Regions from separate parts of the Sus scrofa genome. Here region 1 is linked to region 2. The links are chromatin contacts, called in public Hi-C maps. All regions are on one chromosome and are shown on one strand. The core of a region is the stretch at or near the end of the contact, and the rest is flanking DNA. Distances in the headings are between cores, read along the strand shown. Region 1 overlaps LOC102165594 (a long non-coding RNA gene). Region 2 holds the start of CSF1 (colony stimulating factor 1 (macrophage)).

The links. Hi-C and Micro-C count contacts between places; a contact is called where the count stands out from the background.
Region 1: a contact with region 2 is called in a Hi-C map of liver, with 1.8 times the contacts expected there. The contact joins the enhancer-like site here to the promoter of CSF1 in region 2. A contact is called at or near these places in 1 of 5 promoter capture datasets (liver), 5 of 47 Hi-C or Micro-C datasets (embryonic fibroblasts, heart right ventricle and liver) and 2 of 2 datasets of contacts at active chromatin or transcription factors (alveolar macrophages and skeletal muscle).

What each region holds. Positions count from the first base shown.
Region 1 is chr4:110,244,518-110,250,824 of Sscrofa11.1, forward strand. All of the region lies in intron 1 of LOC102165594 (a long non-coding RNA gene), which reads left to right. Among named protein-coding and RNA genes, the nearest start is that of CSF1, 50 kb to the left of the region's middle. Within about 2 kb of position 2,099, at least 26 of the 83 cell types and tissues checked have an H3K27ac peak or open chromatin away from gene starts, as enhancers often do. A contact at or near this core is called in alveolar macrophages and liver, where this site is marked.
Region 2 is chr4:110,195,225-110,201,586 of Sscrofa11.1, forward strand. It overlaps CSF1 (colony stimulating factor 1 (macrophage)), which reads right to left and starts at 2,663. Exons shown (of 8, transcript NM_001244523.1): 1 at 2,465-2,663. The coding sequence starts at 2,503.

The DNA.
Region 1 (6,307 bases), core at 849-3,348, 49 kb after region 2:
CCCCAGCCCCACCCCATTCTTGTCCAGCTGAAACCTTAGAATGCGACCTTATTTGGGATAGGGTCCTCAAAGATGTGGTTAGTTAAGGTGAGGTCACACTAGGTTAGGGTAGGCCTCTTGTAATTCGGGTAGAGGCCCTAAAGCTAAGAAGACTGACGTCCTTGTAAGAAGAGAGGAGGACACATAAAGACCCCGGGAAGACGGCCCCGTGACCACGGAGCAGAGACTGGCGTGGTGCAGCTGCAGGTCAGGGACGCCAGGCTTGCCCGGAGACCCAGGAGTCTAGGAGCGAGGCCTGGAACAGATTCTTCCTGATTTCAGAGGTCGGGCCTCTTGACCTACGAGAGAATCCGTTTTTGTTGTTAGAAGCCACCAAGTTTGTGGTAGTTGGTTACAGCAGTCCTAGAAACAAATGGATTCTGCCACGTTCTGAAACATAAAAAAAGGATGTAACTCTTACTTGAATCCCCATCTGGTAAAGCAAGTTACACAAGTTACAGCTTATTAAACAGCTGTCTTATCTGGTTGATAATCAAGAAAATGCAGAACTGAAAACACCTCATGATATTTTTATGGCTAAACCAGAGAAATGTAGGTTAGATGCTAATACAAGTATGAGGGCTGGCAGCTAGCTTAACACGCATCTGGATGGATGGATTGATGCTGACCTGCAGAAGACAGCGGGTCTCTGTCCTTCTGCAGTGACGTGGATGCGACTTTGTGTTCTTATCAAATGTGTAAGTAATACACAGTTAGCGGGGGTCATATGATAGGTAACAGATCTCATACTCAATCCGGATAGCTGGAATGGTGAAGCCCAAACCCCAAGATGACATTTTATGGGGGGGGGAATGTCGCGTTAAATCTTTAGCTTCCAAAAACATTAATTGCAAGAATGAACCAGAGGGGACCTGGATTGAGAACAACTTGTGGGGTAATTTCTATAGATTTGTAGATGATGCTAGTTTAAAAGGAGGCAGCAATGTGACTTGATTCCTCAAAAAGGTAACAGAATTTTAGATGGCATTGATATAGATGTACTAATTACAACAAACTCATTAATCAAGTTCCTCACCAATAGATTAAAATGATTTTAGCATATGTCATCAAAATGTTTCCTGGGGAGTTCCCTCTGTGGCACAGTGGGTTAAGGATCTGGCATTGCTGCAGCTGTGGTGTTGGTTGCAGCTGCAGAAATGTTTCCTGGTAAGATCAGATGATTAACAAGTAGCTTTGATACATAGGCATAATGGAGTAGATTGACGAGGGGGAGGAAGGCAGTATCCAGGAAAATGTTTAGCGTATATTAAATGAAATATATTAATTTAGCATATATTATATGAAATGAGCAGCCTCAGGATTCCAAACTGATCTTTCCCAGTATTGCCCTTCCACGCTGAGGAGTCAGAGGAGCTGAAGCAGATCAGGCAGGGGCTGTGGACAGACCAGTGCCCCTCGCCATCAAGGAAAAGCAGCGACAGTGCAGAACTGTGAGAGTGCTCCAGGCCTGCGGGACCTCTGAGCATCCCTCGCTTCTGCCTTCTCCCGCAAATGCTCTTGTAGCCCGTGCCAACTGCGAGGCATACAGCTCAGCTGGATTGATATCATGCAAATCACACATTGGAAAGACTGTCTTTTAACTTTTCATTCAGATATAATATTAAACTTATCAAAAAAACTTGCAGAGTTCCCCTTGTGGCTCGGCAGCAATGAACCTGACTAGTATCCATGAGGACGCAGGTTCAAACCCTCGCCTTTCTCAGTGGGTTAAGTATCTGGCTTTGCCGTGAGCTGTGGTGTAGGTTGCAGATGAGACTTGGATCTGGCGTTGCTGTGGCTGTGGTGTAGGCTGGCAGCTGCAGCTCCAATTTGACCCCCAACCCGGGAACTTCCAGATGCTGCAGACGCAGCCCTAAAAAGCAAAAAACAGGCAAACAAAAACTAAAGAAACAAAAACTTTTTGCCAAAAGAATTCTTGTTTACCTTTCACCAGCTTTCCCAAATGTTAACATCTGACGCAGGCATGGTACAATGATCAAAACCAGAAAAAGGTCCTTGATCTTATTAACTCATTTGCAGATGCTATTGAAGTTCAGTGATTGTTTCACTAACCTCCCTTTTCTCTTCCGGAACCGGAGCCAGGTTCCCACACAGCAGTTAGCTGTCCTGGCTCCTTGGTCTCCTTCAATCTGGGTCAGTTCATCAGTTTTCTGAAAGATATTTGAGGGTAAATTTGACAAACCAAAACATATCTAGAATGGCGAGGGTCTGAAAGGCAGGAACCCCGGGGAACCCTTGCCAGAAATGGCAACTGTCAGCCTAGAGGGGGGCCTGTTAAGGGGCCGTGTTAGCTGTCGTTAAAGTTGCCTTCAAACACTGGAGGACCTTCGTGCAGAAGATGGCATAGGTTTAGTCAGCACTGCCTCAGGACTAGAAATAGAACCTAGAGGTGGCATCACCACTAGGAAGATTGCAGCTTGGCTCTGTGCAGCACATTCTGTGAGTTAGAACTAACCATCTCCCGGCCCCCGCAGCCCTGAGCTGGATCAGGGCAGACAGATAGGCTTGAATCACAAGAAGCCAGGTAGAGGCAGGTCATGGGTGGGGCCGCAGAGCAGGAAGAGCTGTGGGGCAGCTGGCCAGGGCCCCACATGACTCACACGACTGGGGCTGTCAGCTCAGGGGAGGGAGCAGAGCAGACAGAGGCTTGATTGGCAGGCCGGGCGGAGAAGAGAACGCCTCCTCCACCAGCTTTGCTGCCAAAGTCCACTATTGATAGAGAACTTGGGGCTTTGCCCACAGCTCTACCTGCGGCCATCTGTCCAGTCTGTCTAGTCGGTCCACTCTTCCAAGCTCTCTGACCTCTCAGCAAAGGGAGGGTCCCTGGAGGGGCAGAATTCATGTTCTTGGGTCAGGGAGTTCTGAGTTGGGAGAAAAAGCCCAGGGACCCCTCTCAGGGTTTATTGATGTGCGCTGGGGGCTGAAATGGTGCCAGGTCCTAGCATGGATGCCAGTCTGGGCAGTTCCTATAGCTGGAGGTTTGGCCAGGATCCGTAATGTTAATCGTATCTATTTGAAATGCTGAAAACGAAGCCAACTAAACGGCAGCAAGGAAGAGCAATGAGCTAATGCTTAAGTAAGGTCTGACATTTCTATGCTTCAAAACCAATCAGTAGTTGAGATTTTCAGCCAAGTGAGCTCAGCCAACACTGAGTTCATCAACATCCTCATAAGAAAGTCCTAAGAGTCTCATGACAGTGCGGCTGTCCTGCTGTGGCCGCATCCTCCTATCTGGCCGCAGATCTTGGGGTCTGTCCTGGCATCCATCCCTTCATCATCTGACCCTCCACCCACCATTTAGACCTTCAACACTTGTCTAACTTCCACTACATACTGGACACGGGGCATGAGCATGAAAAACATCACCTTTCCGGCTCTCAAGATGCTTACTGTTTAGCGGCAGGTGGGAGGATGAGGTAACAAAGCAATGAAGCGGTCACTGGGGGAAGCGCAGGCTTCAGCTAAGGAATTTAGGTTTCCATTTAAAACTCACCCAAGTGAGCAATTTCTAAGATGATTCAAAGTCATCTGTAAGGAATATGGAAAAGTTATTTGAACTTCCACAAGTAGGTTCAGCTTTTGTGTGAGTCACGAGAGATTCTTGGGATTGCAATCCGGTTCAGTGAAATTCAATGTCATAAATACGGATTGTGCACCAACAAGGAGGAAGGGCATCACCGCCCCAACCCCTCCCCTTGACAGACCCAAGATCATGAGAACCTCTCGGATGAGCTGACCTAATCCCACCTGAGGACCACTAGTGGGAAAGGCCACCAAGAGCTGTCACCAGGAGGGCAGGGGTCTGTGAAGAGGTGACTTGACTATCACCCCTCTCCTGTGTGTTCCAAGAGTGAAGCTTTCCTGACTGCTGAGCATGACACTGAGAGCACGGCCGGGTCCTTCCTTGGAAAATACCATGGCCTGGGCAGGGATCTGAATGCTTGGCACCATTGTGGCTGTAAATTTGGTGGGACGATCTGAGATTGCTGGCCAGTGCTCATGGTCATCAAAGGAGCTGAGTTCTAGATGCTTCTCTGTCGCTCCCTGGCTATCTGAGTTGGCTCGTCTCCACCCATAAACCGGGGTCATTACAATTCCCTTCTCAACGGAGTTGTTTAGCGGCTTAAAGACTAGATTGAGAAACTATGTGAGAAGGCACTCTGTTACTAGAACAGGAGTGTGTTTCAGGAACCAGCTCCGGCCAGCATTTTCACATCCTTAGATGGGTCATCAAGCGTCACCTCCTACTAATTTTCACTTTGACCTTGGGTGAGGAAAATTGTGGACAGAACATTAAGTCATCAATTGTTTTGCCCAATTTTAGATAGTAGCATTCTTTGCTTTTTCTTTTCTTTGAACCCACCATTTCTAAGCCTAACTTGAATGTAAAATGACATAACACAATGTACCTTATGGGGTGATTATAAAAATTAAACGAGGCATCAAGGGTCTACCGGGAGGCAGGGGCTGGCCAGCCTTCGCAGGTGAAATCAGTCCTTACTTGCCTCCCAGCTGGCTCCATCTTTCGTTTTGCCAAGGACCTGCTGAGTGGTACTCAAAAACAGATAGGAAGAGCTACCACGAACTGCGCACTTACTAGAAGCGAGCACGGCATTATGTGCCTTTCTTGGTGTTATTTCATTTAATTCTCATCATAGCCCTAGGGGACATGTGCCATTCCCATTCCCATTTGACAGAAAGGAACTAGGAGCACAGCGAAGTTAAGGAACTCAGCCCAGGTCACACAGCTGGTAAATAAGAGAGCTGGTCTACGCGTCCATGCATTCCATTCCTACAGCCCTTGCTCCTGAGTGCTGATTTCTGCCGCTTGGTTACTGGGCTGGAGACACAAATTCGGTACCAACTCAGCTTGAAAGCAGCTGATAGCACTGAAATATATGTTACTTCTGATCTGTGCTATAAACCTTGACCAAATGTGGCTTCGTTTCACCTGCCTTTCTCTGCCTATCTAAATCATCTCGAGCGTGTATTTCATTCCGTCCCTTAATTTGTTTATACCGCTCACCTTAAGTCAGGAGTAATTTGACTTTTTACAGTTGAATAGTGCTAAATGATTCACATGTCTGAAAGGGAAAGAGAGAGACAAACAAGTTTAACATAGTATCATGTATCATAAATAGTAGTCTGGGTCCAGCTGGACAGAAAAAAGATTGGGCTAAATCGAGAGGGGGAAAAAAGGGGGAGAATTCCCTTTAGAGTAACAAATTTAGAAACTAATATTTTGCCCCTGGGAGGCACAGGGCAAAATAAGAACTCCCCATATCAAAGAAGCCTGGGAATAGCACGGTAGGAAACAGAAACATCAGTCTGATACAAGAAAGGAAAGACAGATAAGCAGCCAGGAAACGGGGGTCACCGTGGAAATGCGAGAAGAAGAATGGGGCCCAGAAGCTCAAGGGAAGGGAGCTCTCAGGCCAAGGACCTGTGTGCGAGGGGGATTTATTTGAAGGGGCTCTGCCTGCTCTTTGCCCTGGTGCCGGAGACAGGAAGTATCCTGGTTTTCCTAAAAGCTGGGGTGAACTATCCCACGTTTATGCTTTGGAAGTTGATCAGGCATGTGCTCCTTGATGAGGCCCAGGATGTACAGACGAACCAGAGGTCTCATATGCCCTCAGGAAGCTTGCTGCCCCCTGGGCCAGACCGAGTGGCAGGCCTGTGATGGCCATGCTGTGTAATGGATGCTTTTATGGACCTGGGAAAAGAGGAGGCCAGTCCAGGTCCAGGGAAGATGATATCTGGGCTGCAACTTGGAGAATAACCTGGTATTTTCCAAGTGGGTGGCATTGAGTGTCATGGCTCCTGGCAAGGGAAACTTCATCTGCAGAGACACTGGAATCTGAGCTCGTTTGGCAAGTCTGGGAAAGTATGCTGTTGGGTACGGCTGGAGCAGGGGGCCTGTGTGGGAACACGGTGAGAGATGGGCTGGACGGGGGAGGGCAGAAGTCAGATCACAGATTATAGCTTTTAGCTTATCCTAAAGATGCCTCTCGTCTTTGATGGTTTGCCAAGAACCCTGACCAGAGCAGACTTGGCCTGCCTGTGCTACTGTGCTCAGGGCAGTACTTCACAGTATTTTTCAAGCTATAGGTCACAACCCACCCGTGGATAATGAATTTTTTAAAAATAATAAAATAGACTGAAGTGGTGCCTTTTGCATGCATGATTTGCGTTCTTAAAAAAATGTCTCATCTGTCATGAACTGTTGCTTTTGTAAAGTGTAAGATGA
Region 2 (6,362 bases), core at 1,413-3,912:
CCAGCCAGCCAGCAAGAAGCGTGGCCAGAACATTTTCTGAGATCTCTCCCTCTGTCAGCACCCACCTGGCCCAGTAGCTGCTCCCCCGCAGAGTGATGGGACAGGCTCCTGACACCCTGTCATTCCCCTTCCTGCCTTCTTGCACAGGTCCCCTTAGCCCTCTCCTGGCCCTAGGTCTCCCCTTCTCTGTCCAGAGGCAGAGAAAGGCCCTTGGGCTTTCCTTCCCCAGCTGGATGTCACCTCCTGGCAGCTGATGCCCCCTAGTTCAGGGAAATGCTGTCAGGGTGGGGCGAGGCCTGGCACCTTCCTAGGTTCTGGGCTCTGGGCTCTGCCTCAGTAATTCAGACAAATACTGCAAACAAATAGCACATTAGAGGCTATGAAACAGCTCACAACAACATGCTGATTTGCATATAACTAAAAGCCCGAATGTTTGTCAGCTCTTAGCAGAGAGGAGAGGCCCTGGCAGGGCTCCAGGGAGGTTGGAGGGAGGAGGGGGGCACAGTGAGGCTTTGCAAGATGGGGAGAAGTTGATGGCAGAGAGAGGGAGGGGGAGGCCTCAGAGAAAGGCCCCAGAGGGCCCAGGGCCATTCGGCAGAGGATCTCTGAGGATCCCTGGCTGACCTGGGGAAGGGGAGAGAGTGGAAGGGGAGGGGGACATGGGGCTCCTCTGGGTGGCTGAGGAGGCAGCCTTGGGTGGGAACGGCTGTCCAGGCCCTCAGGAACCTGCCGTGGTTCGGGACCCATGGGAGGAAACTGGGTCTTGCAGAGGGTAAGTCTCCACCCTCCACTGCTGCCCTTGAGGCTCTGAGCCCCTGGGGGGGAAGTGGTCTGGGGGGAGGGGCCTGGGGAAGAGATGCTCAGGAAGGCAGCCACAGGCAACTCAGGATATGGTTGTTTGAGGACAGCAAGGAGAGGGCAGTGCTTAACCCCAAGGGCTGCCCAGCTTTTGGAGATATTTCAGGTTTCAGTGGGGGGAGAGTACAGCTACTATGTAAGAGGCTGACTTTGAAGGTGGCCAAAAGGGACTCCTGGAGCCCTGACTTGTCCCCAGAGGAAGATCTGGACAGGCACCCAGGGGTTAACACTCTAGCTTGCATCTGGCTGGGCTGGCTCTTCTCCCCACCCCTTTCTTCCTTCCACCCACCAGCCTTGGCCTCTGGGGCAGCCACAAGGAGTCTCTGCCTCGGGCTCAGAGAGATGCTAGGACATCGCAGTCCAGCTGGCCTTCCTCACTCAAGTCCCATCCTGTTTCATCTTCCCCATCAGTCGGGTCCTCGGAGAGACCTTGGCACGGGTGGACCCTTGGGCTGCCGCTGTCTGAAACCGGCCCCCTTTTCTATGCATTTTACTCTCCTCCTTCCTCAGAGGTCTCACTTCCAGCCCCTATTTGTCTTGTTGCCTTTCACCTCATCCTTCCTGATTTTCCCTTCTGACCCCATCTCTTCTCTCTCAGTTGGGCTCTTCCTCCTCCGTGGAAGGGTTCTTCCCTCTCACCCTATCTGCAGCCCCCTCTCTTATCCTCCAAATATTTTTCTGCTTCTCTCCCCCCTGCCCCACGACCCCAGGTTGTCCTCCAGGGTTTCACAGAAGCACACTCACTGGGAGACCACTTACTGTGCAGGAATGGTGCCACCCTGCATTGTCTAGGGGTTGCCCCAGCTACAGCCCGAGGTTGGGGCGGGACAGCCCCTGTGCAGTCCTGAGCAGCCCGCAGCCCCGGTCCACAATTCTGCAACCGCAAACCCTCCTTCCACCTCCTCTACCACCACCAAGCCCAGGATCTCCCCAAGGGACTGAACCATATTTGACAAGAAGATTCAGAGCTGGCCCCACGCAACTCTGGGGCCATGTCCCCCACAGACAGACTTGATCCAGCCACCCAAGTGCCCAACAGCTCCTGCCTGTGTGCTGGAACAAGTAGTGGCTTGCCCTGGCCCCCTTTTTTTGGGCTGCCTTGGCATTCTATAAGCTGGATGGCTCCTGAACCTTCGTCATCCCGACGTGCCCACTCCCCAGCAGGACGTGTTTATGGCCGGGGAGGAATGCCCACTGGGAAAGCACCACCCTCATCTCACAGCCACTCCGCCTGCTCCTCGTTGGAGGCTGATTCATAAGGAAAAGAAGCAAGGAGGGAGCCTCTGCGCTGCAGCTGCGAAGCCCTCTCTCCTGCCGGCGGGTGGCTCAGTGTGCCCGCCTGTGCAATGGGGTGAGCAGCCCTCCCTTTCCCGGACAAGCGCTGCAGCCCCAGGAGCAGCTGCAGGGCCGTCTCTGGTTCTAGCCGGAGCGCACGAGGGGCCTCGGACAGTCGGCGCGCAAAGATGGGATGGAAACCCGAGCCCGCGGCCCGGGCGGAAGAGCCTCGGCAGCCGGCCGCCCGGGTAGGGGCTTCCGAGGGGCCGCGCCGAGCCACGGAGCTCCCGCCCTAGCCCAGCCCGGGCCCCGAGCCGCGACCGCCGCTTACCGTGGGAGGGCAGCGCCCGGCGGCGCCCGGCGCGGTCATACGGGCAGCTGGGTCCCGGCCGGGCGCGTCGGCCGCCCGCGCTCGCTCGCTCGCTGGCCGCTGCAGAGTCCGCGCCCCGGCCGAGGGCCGCGCTGCTGTCCCGGGAGTGCGGAGGGACCCACGGCAGCGCCAAGAGCACCGAGGCAAACTTTCACTTTCCCTGAGCCGGGCTCCACTGGCCAGCTCCTCGGCACAGCCTTTTAAGCGGACTTGTGAGGCATGTGGTTTATGGGAAATCACCTTGGACAGGCGCCAGACACACACACACACATGCACACACACACCCGCGCGCGCGCGCACTGACACAGACACACACTCCAGAGGCCCACTGAACCGCCTCCCCGCCCCCACCCCGCGGGCTGGTCTTCCCCGCTAGTCTTGCAGTCGCCCTCTTTGCTGTGCTCAACGACGGCGCCTTTGAGAAAGTAACGCGGGCTCCGCCGCCTCCCGTCCCCCAGCGCGCCGGCTCTGGACAGAGCCTTGCCTTCCCTTCCGCGCTCTCCAGGCGGATTGGGTGCTCTCTCTCTCTTTTTCTAATATTCGCTTCAAGGGACTTTCCCTCTAAGCCTGAAAATTCCCAAATCTGAGCAGGAAATGCTCCGAGAGTAGGGAAAAACGCTGGAGACCAATGCGAATGCTGCAACACCTTGTGGAGCTTGAGTCAGCAAGTTTGTAGGCAGCCCTCTCCTGCCTAGGCAGCCCCCCAGCAGCCCGCCCAGCCTCTCGTCTCCCAGTCTGGAGGCAGCGTCCAGGCAGAGAGGCTAACTGCCTGGCCAGAATGGGATGGATTGTGTCCTGTGACAGGGAGCTGGGAGGCTCTGCTGTGTGCCGGGAGATGCTCCCCGGCACCAGACCTGCAGGTGATGTAAATGCTGGCTGGTACCCTGCTCCCTCCTGAGCGTCCAGACCTGGGGAGATAGGCATCCTGGCTCTAGATTTCCCCCGATGTTTCTGAAAATGCTTTTACTGAGCTGATTAATCACACTTTGTCTCTACGTGAGAATGAATTTAAACAAGGCTTAATAGGGTGAGCCTGGTAATTACAATGCCAAATTTGGGAGCTTTCTCTTTCTTCAGTTGGCTGTGATTCAATGTTTCTCGCTCTCTCTGTGTGACCACCCACTGGCAGCCCTTGGAAATACAGGGCAGTCTGGTCTGGAAGGGGCATTTCTTGTCATCCACCCTCAAGCGGTAATTTTACACCTTCGTGCCCTTGCTCATAGTGGTCCCCCAGCAAAGAACGCTCCTTTCCCCACTTGTCCTTAAGGCAAACGCCTCATCCTTCAAGGTTGAAAGCACACCACATCCTTCAGCAGCAGAGCTTTCTTCCACTCCTCGGGCGGATCAATGTTTCCTGTTCCTGTGGTCTCACTGGACTGGGCTCCTTTCTCTGCGGTCTCCCTGATCCACTGTCATTCGCTCATGCCCCACATCATTCTAAAAAGTACTTAAGGTGGTACTGAGAGTTATGTTTTGGATCATCAGATTGAAACTTCACCCCTACCCCGGACTGAGAACTTTCTCCAGGGTGGTCTCGTGGTCATTTACCTCCAAATCAAGTGCCTAGCACATGGAAGGTGCCCACTTAACAGTGACCGAATCAAATGAGGCCATTAGAGAATGATTCATTCATTTGACAAATGCACACCATGTGGCTGTGATGCGACAGGCACCAGGCTGGGCCTAAGAATGGACACGCTGACATACCTGCTTTCCTGGGCTTGGGAGCAATTGGAGCTTAAAGGGTGTGGGGAAGCCCTGGATGCTCAGAGCCTTGCGGAAGGAAGAGCAGAGACCGAGCCCAGCCAGAGGAAGGAGGCTGAGGGCTTACTTCCCCTGGGCATTGTTAAATGGGCCCAGTACAAGCCGATTTAAGACAATGGGTTGATACCATTTGCTCTTAAGGATAAGAGGTTAAGGAAGTAAAGTAAGGAGATAAACCTCTTGACTTGTGGAGCTGGGAGTAAATTCCACTGCTTCCCCTTCCCTGACCCAGCGCTGCCTCGGGCTCACTGAGGCCGGTGTGAGGATGCAGCTCTGGAAGGCAGCCTTTCTTTGTCAGCACGAGCCTCGGGTTCTTGTTCCCCCTTCACTGAAATTCTTTACACACCTGGGTTTGAACCCCGACCCCACCACTTATAGCTCTCTGCCCTTGCAGCTCTGCCCTGTCATTTGTTATGTGACTTGAGACAAACCTCTCTCAGCCTGAGTGTCTTCATCTATAAAATGGAGACATCTATTTATCTGTCTTTCTTCCTTCCTTCATGTCTTCCTTCCTTTCTTTCTGTTTTTTTAAAAATTAAAGTACAGCAGTGGATTGACAATGTGTGCCATGTTTATCTTTCTCACCAAAGTGAAGTGGTGATTTTACTTTGGTGAAAAGTGATTTAATGGGATGAGGCCTATGAAGTGTTTGGCACAGAACCCAAAGGTAGTGCTATTACTATTATTATTATTATTATCTGTGCACTCACACAGGTCTTGACTTATGACACAGAGTAGTGCTTGAGAGTAAACTTGAGAGTCCCAATGCCAAATTTAGTTCTAGCTCTGCCATTCATTTTCTATATGACTTTAGACAAAGGCCGTGATCATTTGACAATGGCGATGATGAGCCCTTTCCCCAAGGAGGGGCTAAGAGGTCAAATGGGTAACGCCTGGGGCTCTCTAGGGCAACGAACAGCCCCAAACAAGTGCTTGGTTATGAAGAAGCACTTTGGAAGCGTAGGCTATGCCACGCTGGGGAGCTTTGCCTGTGCGGAGCCGCAGAGAGATGAGCAAGGCTCTGGGTAACTGGGACTCCGCAGAGGGACTCGCAGCTGTCTCAGCTCTTGTTACCTTCAAAGGGGAGTTTATGAATCTGCTCAACTTCAGACACGTTTACCACCCGGCGTGGGGAAATGGAGGCTGGAAGTGCTCGTGGCATTATGCCTAGTGGGGCTCCCCAGGCAGCATCTCCTCTGCTCTCTCCTGAGCGGGGCAGGGACTCCTGCCCCTGCCTGTCTGGCTGGGAGACTTGGGAGGCAGGTTCTGGCTGGATCTCAGTGTCTGTGTGTGGCTCCTTCGCTGTTTACACCCGTGCAAGCCTGTGTGTGCCCGTCCGTGGTCACGGAGTGTTGGAACCACAGACCAGACCTAGAAGCCGTTCCACCCATACTGCTTCAAATGAGCAAATGGAAGCCCAGACAGGCCGAGCCGCCTCCTCCGAGGTCACCCATGATTGGCACAGTGCGGGAAGGGGGCCTCAGGAGTGAAACCTGGAGAGAACAACTCTCAGTGCCCTGTGCTGTCTGGTCAGAGTAGCTGCTGTTCTCCCTGCTGACTACGGGCAGAGTCACATCCGGAGCGGGGTCCTGGGGGAGGCAGAGAGGAATTTGGAACAATCTAAGATTTGGGTTTTCAAATGATGTCCTAATGTAGTATCATCAAGAAGGCAGCGCTCCCCTGACCCTGGAGGAGGGCAGAAGGGAGGAGTGGAGGGACCCTGCCTGCCAGTGGAATGAACCAAGGGTGGGAGGAGAGAGACTGAAAAGAGAGAATGGAGATGGATGGCAGGAAGTGGGAGCAAAGCCTCATTTGCTGGTTGTCAAAATGTCATTTCCTTGAAATTATTTGACAGGCAATTTCCCCTTGAGATCTTTTCTAGGGAGCTGACTTCTATCACAGAGGACTCCTTTCTTTCTCTTTCATTTTCTTTCTTCCTTCCTCTTTTCTTTCTTTCTTTCTTTCTTTCTTTCTTTCTTTCTTCCTTTCTTTCCTTCTTTCTTTTCTTTCCTTTTCTTTTTTTTTTCTTTCTCTCTTCCTTCCTGCCTTTCTCTTTTCCTCCCTCCCTTTATTTTCTTTCCTCCTTTAGTTCTTT